2 separate regions of the Sus scrofa genome follow, and region 1 is linked to region 2. A link is a contact called in public Hi-C data. All regions are on one chromosome and are shown on one strand. The core of a region is the stretch at or near the end of the contact, and the rest is flanking DNA. Distances in the headings are between cores, read along the strand shown.

What was found. A called contact is a pair of places that touch in the nucleus more often than the background predicts.
Region 1: a contact with region 2 is called in a Hi-C map of omental adipose tissue, with 1.7 times the contacts expected there. The contact joins two enhancer-like sites. A contact is called at or near these places in 7 of 47 Hi-C or Micro-C datasets (alveolar macrophages, embryonic fibroblasts, fetal skeletal muscle and 4 more) and 2 of 2 datasets of contacts at active chromatin or transcription factors (alveolar macrophages and skeletal muscle).

What each region holds. Positions count from the first base shown.
Region 1 is chr7:92,343,797-92,349,562 of Sscrofa11.1, forward strand. It overlaps LOC110261623 (a long non-coding RNA gene), which reads right to left. Exons shown (of 3, transcript XR_002345986.1): 1 at 4,783-5,766; 2 at 4,492-4,559; 3 at 1,958-3,565. Among named protein-coding and RNA genes, the nearest start is that of ZFP36L1, 150 kb to the right of the region's middle. Within about 2 kb of position 2,760, at least 14 of the 83 cell types and tissues checked have an H3K27ac peak or open chromatin away from gene starts, as enhancers often do. A contact at or near this core is called in omental adipose tissue, where this site is marked.
Region 2 is chr7:91,948,686-91,954,117 of Sscrofa11.1, forward strand. All of the region lies in intron 8 of RAD51B (DNA repair protein RAD51 homolog 2), which reads left to right. Among named protein-coding and RNA genes, the nearest start is that of RAD51B, 360 kb to the left of the region's middle. Within about 2 kb of position 3,081, at least 25 of the 83 cell types and tissues checked have an H3K27ac peak or open chromatin away from gene starts, as enhancers often do. A contact at or near this core is called in omental adipose tissue, where this site is marked.

The DNA.
Region 1 (5,766 bases), core at 1,510-4,009, 390 kb after region 2:
ATGCCCCTGAAAGGATTTATTTATCCCAGCCCATCTTTTTGAGCCAGGCCACCCCAGTCGTTGGTCATCATTGGTGGGTCCCCCATAAGTGGACCCCCAACCCTGTTCCAATCATGTGAGGAGGGGAGATGAGTCATGTGTGTAGAACATGGCTGTTTAGGGCAGATTTCCTCAGATAGGCATGTGGGCAAACTGGCTGTGAGAAGCATCTTCAGCTCTTCAGCAAAGGGACCAATTGTCTTTTTTTTTTTTTTTTTTCCGCTTTTTAGGGCTACACCTATAGTATATGGAAGTTCCCAGCTTTGGGATCAAATCAGAGCTGCAGTTGCCAGCCTACATCACAGACACAGCAAAGTGGGATCCAAGCCACGTCTGAGACCTATACCGTAGCTCATGACTACACCAGATCCTTAACCCATGGAACAAGGCTAGAGATTGAACCTTCATCCTCATGGATCCTAGTTGGGGTCATAACTCCCCGAGCCACAGCAGGAACTCCCACCAACTGTCTTTTAATCTGACACTGAAATGAAAATAAAATAAGTCTGATCCTGAGCTCTTCTACGGAAGAAAAATGTAATCGCACCACTCAGGACAGTCTTTGAAATTATCTGGGACTCCTCCTGCCTCAAGGTGCTTTGACACAGGGCTCCCTGGAGGTGGTAGCCTGACCCACAGGGCCTCTGAGAGTCTCCTTTGGCCTGTTGGCCTGGAAGAATAGAAGGTCACTACCCCTGGTGGAGCCTAATTTCACCATCAAGCTTGGCTGATGGGAGATTAGCTATTTGAAGACTTTCCGGTATCTTCGGATTAAGCGGTAACCAGAAGATACCAGAAACCATCCAAGGACTTTAAGGACTTCCCTGGTTGGCTTGGCCTGTTTGCATCTATTCTGAATATCCAGTTTCTACCCAGAACCAATACCCAACTCAATTCCTCTGAGTCACTATCCTCCCATTCTTTGTTACATGTGGCTCTTCTGCTCAGCATCCTGCCCAGAAACCCCCATCCTCTTCCAGCACATAGAAAATAAGACATTCATGAACAAGTGGGTTCATGGCCTTTTCTTCTGTGCTGGCTTTAATCACACTACCAGCCTCATGTAGATGCAGGCAAAAAACCCAACCTCAAATGCAAGGGCCTTGAGAACATAGGGTTCAAAGGAGAGTAAGGCTTCATCTACCCAAAACACAACTACCCAGACACCTCACTATCTAAAATCAGACCAGAATCTGGAGATGAGCCAAGTGACATCTAAGTGGCCAGAATTATCTGCATAGGCGCATATTGGTTTATTTAAAGCAGCATATAATTCAAAGCAACTGTCCCCAGAGGACTAGATGAACTCTTACCCTCTCAGAAAGACTGAATCCCGTAGGAATAGAAAAGGCTGAATTCCTCACTCCTATTCTATTTACTTTTTGTTTACACAGAATTTTAACGAGTTTGCATGTCTGGTTTCTTAACCCAGAACAGGCTAAAAGAAGTTAGGCCATGAGGTCACTACAGGTAAAGTGATACGCTCCCTGATAAAAAGAAAACCCAGGAACCTCTCCCAAAAGCACCGTGATAGGGCCACACATATCGCAAAGGTTTGGGACCTACTGGAAAAGCAGCACAGGGCCTAAAGTTTATAAAAATTACTCTAAACAGAACCACAATGTTCAATTAAAATCAGTATCTTCTATCTTAAACCCTGGGAAGTATGCGACTGTTTTCTAGAAAGATTGCCATCAAAAATTATTGCATTTTAAATGTGATGTTGCTGGGAGCTCCCATTGTGGCTCAGCGGGTTAAGAATCCAGCTAGGATTCATGAGGATGCGGGTTCGATCCCTGGCCTCACTCAGTGGGTTAAAGGATCCGGCATTGCTGTGAGCTGTGATGCAGATGTGGCTCAGATCCCGAGTTGCTGTGGCTGTGGCCATAGGTTGGCAGCTGCAGCTCTAATTCGACCCCTAACCTGGGAACTTCCCTATACCACAGGTGTGACCCTAAAAAGACCAAAAAAAAAAAAGTGATGTCGCAAACGGCAAACCTTTAGCCTGCTGGAAATCTCCACTATCCAGAATGATACAGTGCTTTCTAGATAACTGAGGTTTTACTATAGTTCCATTTGAACCCTCTAGACTTTTTCCTAAAGGACTGTAGGGCACCTCATCACCCAGGGAAATGATGTTACTTTGACGTATATGCTATTTCAGATAAAGCAGCAGGGGCTTAAGGAGGTTTTACTGTATTTGGTTTGCAGGCTCCGTTTGGCACCATCTCTTTAAAAGGCTGCCTGCCTTTGAACTAATCCTCTATTTATAATCCAGCTGGAGAAAGGCCTCAGCAATATATACAAATTCCTAGGATTTACAGAGGGCTGCTCATGTAGCTCTGAGCCCCCATGCAGAGCCCCTGCGTTGGCCCTCACTCTCCAGAAAACCCCCTGCCTCCTCATTGACACATCTCGGTGCCATGGCCTAGGGTCCCCTGGCACATCCGGGAATGCACCCATGTTATCAGTGGGGAGCACAGGACCCATCAGGGGACAAGGGCATGAGCTGGATTCGGCTCTGTAAACACCATGGCTCACACAGGACAATCCACACCGTTGAGATGCCCTTTCCTAAGGGCCACGCACTGAGGCTTTGGGCACTGCTCTCCCCATCAAGCCCCTCTTTGCTTATAACTCATTCCCTCCCCGCCAACTTCGCATTTTCCTTTTCCCCCCCTCGCACAAATTATTGCAAGTCATGGCAGTCTAAATATAGCCCCTGGTCTGTTTTCCAGATGCTGAGACCTTGACATTTTCCTGATGTCTCTCCAGAGGCCGCCTCGCTCTTGCTTTCCTTTCTCCTTCTTTCTCGCCTTTTTTTCCTCCCCGATACTCCTGCCCTCTGCCTCCCAGGCTCCTCTTGTCTTTCCTGCTTTTCCAGTTCAAAGGAAAGTTCTAGAAGCAAGGCCTGAACCTTGGACTGCCCTGTCCCTAGCTCTCCGACAGGGCCAGCAGGGGAGCAGAAATAGAACCAAAGGAAGAGGGAAGAAACAGGGACCTCTAGGCCCCTCAGCAATGAGCTCCTATGAGTTCTTGTCATCCCTTCATTTACTTGCTCCATCCTGGGAGCCACTGAACCCCCATCCTTCCCTTCACCCCCATGGGCTTCATTTTCTTGGGTCCTGGGTGCCAAAGAGTGGCTGGTCACTTCCTCCATTTAGAAATCACCTGTGGTACTGAAACATAGCCATTAGGACTTGCTTCAGCCATCATTTGCTTGAGGTTAAACAATGTCCATTCCTTTGCCTTTCTTCATCAGGCCTAGGCATCCAGAGCTTTAATCATTTGCACAGGTTCTGTCTGTACCATCTCCAAGTAGGCCATAGCCGGGTAGGCTGTGAAGCTGGGCCTTGAGTCCTCTGCCCTAATAAGGGTTGACTCCTGCTCTATGCGTGTATTGGAGGAATTCACTCGATACTGCTCCATCCCACGCCTCTGTCTAATCAAAAAGAGGTGCTACTGTGGAGATGTGTGTTCATGCCCAACCTGACATCCACTCCAATGGTATAATATCGGTCCTTTCCTGCAGTGAAACAAATTTTGATTCAAGTACATATTTTATTTCATCATTTTCAATAACCTTACTCACTATTAGTCAACTTTTTTCTTTTCTTTCTTTCTTTCTCTCTCTCTCTCTTTTTTTTTTTTTTCTTTTTTTGCTTTTGAGGGCTGCACCTGCAGCATATGGAAGTTCTCAGGCTAGGGGTTGAATAGGAGCTGCAGCTGCCAGCCTACACCACAGCAACAGCTATGTGGGATTCTTAACCCACTGTGAAGTCAGGGATCGAACCTGCCTCCTCATGGATACTAGTCAGATTCTTAACCTGCTGAGTCACAACAGGAAATCCCTAGTCAACTTTCTTAAAATCTAATTGTCAGTCTCAAAGTGACCCACGTGCTACAGATGGAGAGTATATAAAAGTATTAGTCTGTTCATTTATTTTTTTCAAAAAATAGTTATCAGACACTTCTTTAGGCCAAGCACTGCAGATAAAAAGATACAAATAAGAATTCACCTCAAGAGGGAGTTCCTATCGTGGCTCAGTGGTTAATGAACCTGACTGGTATCCATGGGGATGTGGGTTTGATCCCAGGCCTTGCTCAGTGGGTTAAGGATCTGGCGTTGCCTTGAGCTGTGGTGTAGGTCACAGATGCGGCTTAGATCCTGTGTTACTATGGCCGTGGTGTAGACCAGCAGCTACAGCTCCAATTAGACCCCTAGACTGGGAACCTCCTTATGCTGCGGGTGTGGGCCTTAAAAAGATAAAAGACCCCCCCCCCAAAAAAAAAGAATTCACCTCGAGAGACACACGTCCTGGTACAGAGCATCTCAACCTCCATACCATCAACATTTGGGGCTGGTTGACCCTTTGTTGTGGGGCTGTCCACTGCCTTGTAGGGTATTTAGCAGCATCTCTGGCCTCTACCCAGTGGTTGCCAGTAGCTTACCTCCCCAGAGTTGTGACGGTCAGCCATATCTCCAGACATTGCTAAGTGTCCCCTGGAGGCAATTGTCCCTGGAGGATAGACAAATATATAATTGATGGTTACAGTTCAAAGAAGTCTTACAACAGAGGCATGAATACGGGACTGTGCATGGAGTTAGAGAGCATCTGAGCTGAGTTCTAAAGGATGGATACAAGTTTTCTGGGTAGAGACAGTGTTAGGGGAAGCACAGCCTAGACAGAGGGCATGGCATGTGCAAAGGCACAGGGGCATCAGAGAACAGTTGGGAGGTACCTGGCCATGGCAGGTGTCTGAGTAGGCACGGGAGATGAATTGGGGCTGGCTGCAGCTTAGAAAGAGCCTTGTGTGGCTAAGAGTCTTGCACTGATCCTGGGGATAAGGGAAAACAAGGAGGTATTTAAGCTGGGCAGCATCATGAACAGATGCTTTTTTGGCACGGTGGGATGGTGAGGGGGAGAAGTTTGGTAATGGTTCAGGAAGAGATGATGTGAGCTTGCATTGAGGCAGCAGTGCTTGGGAAGGGAAGGAAGAGGCAGGGTTTGGGAGACGTTTCTGGGACAACATGCAGGACTCAGACACAGTGAACGGGGGACAAAGAGAGAGATTAGGGTTGGATGTGACTCCCATGCTTCAGAGTAGATGAGATCCATCTGCGTCCATTAAGGCCTTTTTCTATCCTGGAAACACTCTGGAGTTTGCACCGCGCCTGCCCAGCAGGGGAAGATGAGCCCTTGGAAATACATTTACATCAGGGAGTGTTTACATTAATCCTCCTTCCTCGCCTGCCTTTAGACCAGGCTCATGGGAGGCATCTGGTGGAAAGAACCCAACTTTTAGGAACTGGGTTAAGGAACTGAGCTTCTAGTTTTGTCCCCAGCAGCGCCTGGCAGTCAGGTGGCTCTGAGCCTCAGTCTGTCCATTTGTGATGGAAGGACGACGCCCCCCCCAGCCCCACCCCACCAGGATGTGGTGTAAAAAGGGCAGTTTCTGTGGGTGGTTTGGACCCCTGGAGGTACTTGGCACTTAATGCCTGCAGTTGGCCAGGCTCGTGAGTGGTTGTAATCAGGCCTGATGGAAAGGCCCCTGACTCCACCGCGGCCTTGAGCGGCTGCCAACTCCGTGACCGGCCTGCTTTGAGACTTGCCTGCAAATTCTTTTCTTCAGGGTGTCTGGTTCCTTTAAACAAGCTTCCCCAAACCTTCTTGGGCTCCAAGAAGCCCCTTTGGCTGTGCATCCCGCCATTCTTCATGGTCCCCC
Region 2 (5,432 bases), core at 1,831-4,330:
TCAAGTATCTATTCCCTTCTGACTCTGGAAAAATGAACTGCGTCTTGAATTGAAGCTCATAAGCACATTGAAAAACCGAGCGCCTGTTTCCTCCTGCTGTTCACTGAAGCAATGAAAAAAAAATAAACCAATTCAAGTAGTCCAGAGCCAGTTTTAAGTATCACAAGATAAGAGCAGTGTACCCGGACTTAGGAGCCTGGTTTTAGTGCCATGTGCATAACTGGCTCATGCAGGCTCCTGAAGCCAACTGCCTCGCAAATGCCAGACTTCCTGTTTGTGATGATAATTATATATATATATATATATATATATATATATATATATATATATATATATGAAAAACCAGCCAGCACTTATACTCTTGTTTCACACTGCCCCTAACTTCCAGCACCTCACACCCATGAGATCTGTGCTAAATATTTGTTAACTGGTTGAATGATCCAAGTTGTGGAGGTTACTTAATATATAAAGACTTCTGAGCTCCTCAAATGCAGTCAGGCTTGCTGACAACAAAGGAGGATGCACCCGATGATCGAAGGTCACGAGAAGGCACTCATGGGCTCTGCCGGCCCGCAGACATATTTTACTTAACGCTTCCAATAATGTCATTGAGAAAATATGAATTCAGCGTCAATATGAACAAATGGAGAGATAGCATCATTAAAGAAAAAAAAAAATCCAGCTTCTGACTTCTCTTGAAAATTGGAACATCTGGCAACATTGGGCTGCCTTCTTGCAGGTTGACGGTTGATTGGACACGCATGGCTGCTACTTGCATTAGAGTGGGTGTGCCTCTTCCATTTCCGAAGGTTCCCCCGCTGCTCCCTTCATTTAAGACTTGAAGCACCTCACTCAGGTGTTTCATGCCTCTGCCTCTGAAGGCTTTTCTTTGTAGACATCTACCAGCAAATTACTTAGAGAACTTACAAATTGGCATGATATTGTGAAAACATTTTTAGCATTTTTGTTGAGATATAATTCACTCACCATGAGGTTTACCCATTTAAAGTTGTATAATGAAGTATGTTTTTGTCTTAAGATTGTGCAACTATTGCCGCTATCAAATTTTAGAACTTTTGCATTCCCCAAAGAAATTCAATACCCATTGGCAGTCACTGCCTATTCCTTCCCCTGCCCCAAGCAATCACTGATCTACTGTCTGTCTCTGTGGCTTTGCATTGGTTCTACTTTTTAGCAGTCATAAATGATGGTGCTAATGAACATTTGTATACAAGTTTTTGCAAGGGCATATATGCTTTCATTTCTCTTGCGAATCTGCATAGGAGGAGCAACGTTGGGTCTTAGGTGAAGTCTATATTTTGACTTTTTGAGGAACTGCCACATTGTTTTCTAGTGTTTTCCATGTTACATTCTACCATCCATGTTTAAGGGCCTCAGTTTCTCCACCTCTTCACCAGCACTTTTTATTGTCCATCTTATAGCCATCCCAGGTGCTGTGAGGTGGTAGTTCATTGTGGGTTTGATTTTTTTTTTAAATCTTTTTACAAAATAGGATTTATTAATTTTTACAAGGAAACGTCGCTGATAGATCATGCGAACCCTTCCTCATCACTGGAACTCTCAGCTTGGGCTCAATCCTCGTAGTCAGACCACATCACAGATGGCAGCATTTCCCTGGATTATCAGGGTCTGTGGAGCTCGCATGGATGGGTTTAGTGCCTGTGGCAAGGAGGCTCCAGAGAGAGCTCTTGCCCCTTCCACCAGGTGAGGATGCAACGAGAAAAGGATCTTCACCAGACCCTGACCACACTAGCACCTGATCTTGGACTTCCCAGCCTCCAGAACTCTGAGAAATACATTTCTGTTACAAGCCACCTAGTTGATGGACTTCATTAAAGCAGCCCTAAGGGACAAAGACACTGACTTTCCAAGGGAAGAAGCAGTGGTCCTATTCCAGATTTGGGTTCCCCCTTTCCCCAAGAAGCTGTACTTCTCCACGGTCCTTTCTCCTCCCACTCCTTTTGTTTGTTTGTTTGTTTTGTTTTTGTTTTTTGCACTAAGTCCTAGGACTCTGGTGCCTGGCTTTGGTGTGTTTTCTTTCTTCAACTCATCACTCTCTTCTTTTGTTCACTGCCTTCTCCCTTCTCCCTCTCTTTTTCACCTCCACCCACCCGTCCCATCAGCTCACCCCAGTGGTACTGACGCAGTTCTAAGACTCTGGAGCCCCCTTTGTATCATCACCAGTCCCGAGAACTTCACATGGCCTCTCTGCCCAGCGTTATCTGATATAACTGTCAGATATTTCAACAATCTCATTTCAAAGCTCCCTCTCCCATTTTGGCCTTAAACATACTGACGAGGTTTTTACTTAAGAAAATGTGGCCACCCAAGCGTCATGCAATATCTGAGTAACAAAGTGAGAGAACCTAGGTTGGATGTGAAAAGGCTTCTTTAGCCACATTGTTCTGGTCCACAACGGTTCAGTCTTTACCTGGTCCAGCTAGAAGGCCCAAGTCTGACCATGAGCACATCCGCATAGGCATGTAGAGCCAAGAAATCTTTTCTCCAAGGGTGACACTGAAATTGTCCAGGAGCCCCCAGCCCCTCTTTATCAGCAGCAGCGGTGTTTATAGGGCACCCTTATTACCCGGGGTGTTATAGCTGCAATAATAAAGACGGCCTCGGATCTTTAGCTTCCTTCATCTCAGAACAGACCCCCCTGTGTATCTTGAGAGCCACAGCACAGGCCTATTCCGTCTGTAATGAGTGGGATGACTTAAAACAGCACCTTTCACCCCAGGATCTGGAAGCCTTTAAGAGCCTCACCTCCGCACTTCCATACACAAGCTCTTTAGGGAAGGACAGACAATAAACAGGAACTTCTGGGGCCTGTCCTGTCAGGGAGAACGGAGAGAAAAAAGATGGTGGTAGGCACCGTAAGCCTTTCTTTGGTGACTGAAGGCTCATGGGCGTATCCAGTGGCCTCTTCCTCCAGCACAGGTACAGTCAATGCTTTTCACTTACCTAATCTTCCCCTAGAAGTGCTTTACTCATCCAGTGCTAGGAAGGAATATGGTGATAAAAGGTGATTATTCTCTAACTAAAGCAGGGAAACTTGTTCCTTCTGGTGAGTCACTGGTTGAGTAAAGATAAAGTGTCCGGAGTACAAACGGCCTCTTGTTTGCACGGGGCCTGGCATTCGTTCATATCCCTGCTTCGTTTTCTTCTCAAGGAAACAGGCTCTGTTCCCATCCCCATCCCAGCTCCCTCGTAGGTGATGCCGGAACTCCCGACTCAAACCCACAGAAACTTGCCTCGATGTTTTCCTTTCTGCAGACTTCTAGAACTACTTTATATTTCTCCAACTTAAGCTGTTAGAGGAAGAAAGGTTCCTTTATCTTTTTTGTCGGCTAGGATGGGAAGCTGAGCAGGAAAAGGAAAAGAACTAGCATCTGCTTGGCCTCAGGCACTGTGCTGGTTGCTTTGTATATATTGTCTCATGGAACTAAAGTGTAAAGCCCAGTTCGTCTGTGACTCGTCTGCTGAGAAAAGCATTTCTGCTGAGCGTGCTGTCTTTGCCTGTTTGTCATTGGTTGTGTTGGCCAGTAGCTCTTTGTACGTGATTATGGCTTTAACTCCAGTACCCACCAGGACCTATTCTATGCCATCTTTTCTTTTAAAATGTGGCTCTGGTACATTAACAAACCCAAATTGCACATTCTTCAGTGTAAGCTGCTATTCAGGATCGAACTTAGCATTAAACGGCCTCCTTTTTCTCTTTTTTTTTTTTTTTAAAGCTCTTTTCTTCCTTTGTTGTGAGAAAAACATGTTTATGCTCTTTTTAAATTGTCTGTCATGATGTCATAATAAACTGTTTCATTTCATCATTTTGGCTCAATCATATAAATATAAGTTCCTCTTAAACTCTTTTTGTTCTCAGATTTTATTTTTAAAAAGCTTATAATTCTGCCTGCACTTCCCCTACCCCACCCCAGGCAGGCCAGCCCAAGTGTTTTTTTTCCCCCTGCCATTCAAAAGACCATTGCATGAGTCACCTACTCAGTTCTCTGTCCTCATGAATTCTGGAGTCCGATTGACTGAATTTGGACCCCACTCCCAAAACTTCCGAGCTGCACGACCTTGGGCACACACTGCCTCCATCTCCCTTTCTGACAACGCTCGCTCGTTGGCTTATTATCAGGATTAAGTGACTTGATGGTGTCTGCCCTGGTCCCAGGCTCCCCCTGCTTGGGTTCCACCCTGTACACAGCCGGCCGTCAGTTTTGTCTCAGCCTGGCCATACCTGGCCTCTGAAGCGTCTCTGCTTCCCTTCCCCCCACCGGACCTTGGCATCTGAGGACCTTCCAGACTAGTCCACACTGCCTTTTCCAGACCCATCTCTTATTAGTCCCCAGCATAAGCCCCCATCCCCCAGCCAGTCTGGACTAGGCATCCTTCCCTAAAGAGGTATTTGCTTTCTTCATGTTACGCTTGGCTTAGTCCATCCTGTTTGCCTAGGATGAGTTCCTTTTCTCATCTTTGCTCATCAAAAATCCCATCACCCTTCAAGATACCCTCCATAGCCACCCTAACTAGGGAGCGATTGGGTGTGGCCTCCAAACTCTGAACCCTGGATAATCTGTGCTTGGATGGCACTTGTCATGTGTGGCCTGGAGAATGAAGATCTTAGCATTTTTGTTTCCCCTTCTCAGTTGTAAGCCCCATGGAGGTAGGAAGTCCAGTGCTTCTTATGTTAGGACTTAATAAGTCTTTGTTGAACTGGTGAAGCTCCCTTTGTCACAATTTTGTCCTATCAGTTCGAATTTGATAGTTTCCTCTGCTGTTCAGAGGAAGAGGAAAGCAGAGTATACATGCAATCAGGGTTTGGCCTTACTTCATTAATATATACTTTCTGAGTATCTGGTGAATGTTAGAAACTGTGCTAATTGCTGGGGTTAAAAATAATAATAATAATAGCTGCAATTTACGGAGCCCATCCTGGGTGCTAGGCACTGTGCTACATAAGCACTCTTCAGATTACCTCACTTAATACTCATGATAACCTTAGTGAGAAAGATGTTTTCAGTGCATTATCATGTAAGCTGTAGGTCAGAGAGGTTAGTAACTTGCTCAAGGTCACCCAGCTAGTCATGAGTAGAGCCAGGATTTGAACCCAGGTTGTGTGCCCCCAAACCTGTGCTCTTAACCGGATAAATATGACAGTTCTATCTTTTGAGTTAGTAAGCGTCCAGGGATGAAGACTGTGGACGGGTCCACATCTTCTCCGCCGACTTTATAACACTGAACTTCTACCGCACCAGCCTTCCTGCTGTCGCTTCAGTGTGCTAGACTTGTTTCTGCCTCAGGACCCCTGCACCTGCAGCAGTCCAAACACCTGCCTAGAATGCTCTCACCCTGACCTTCACTGGTGTGTCTCATCACCTTCACTGGTGTGTCTCATCACTCAAGTC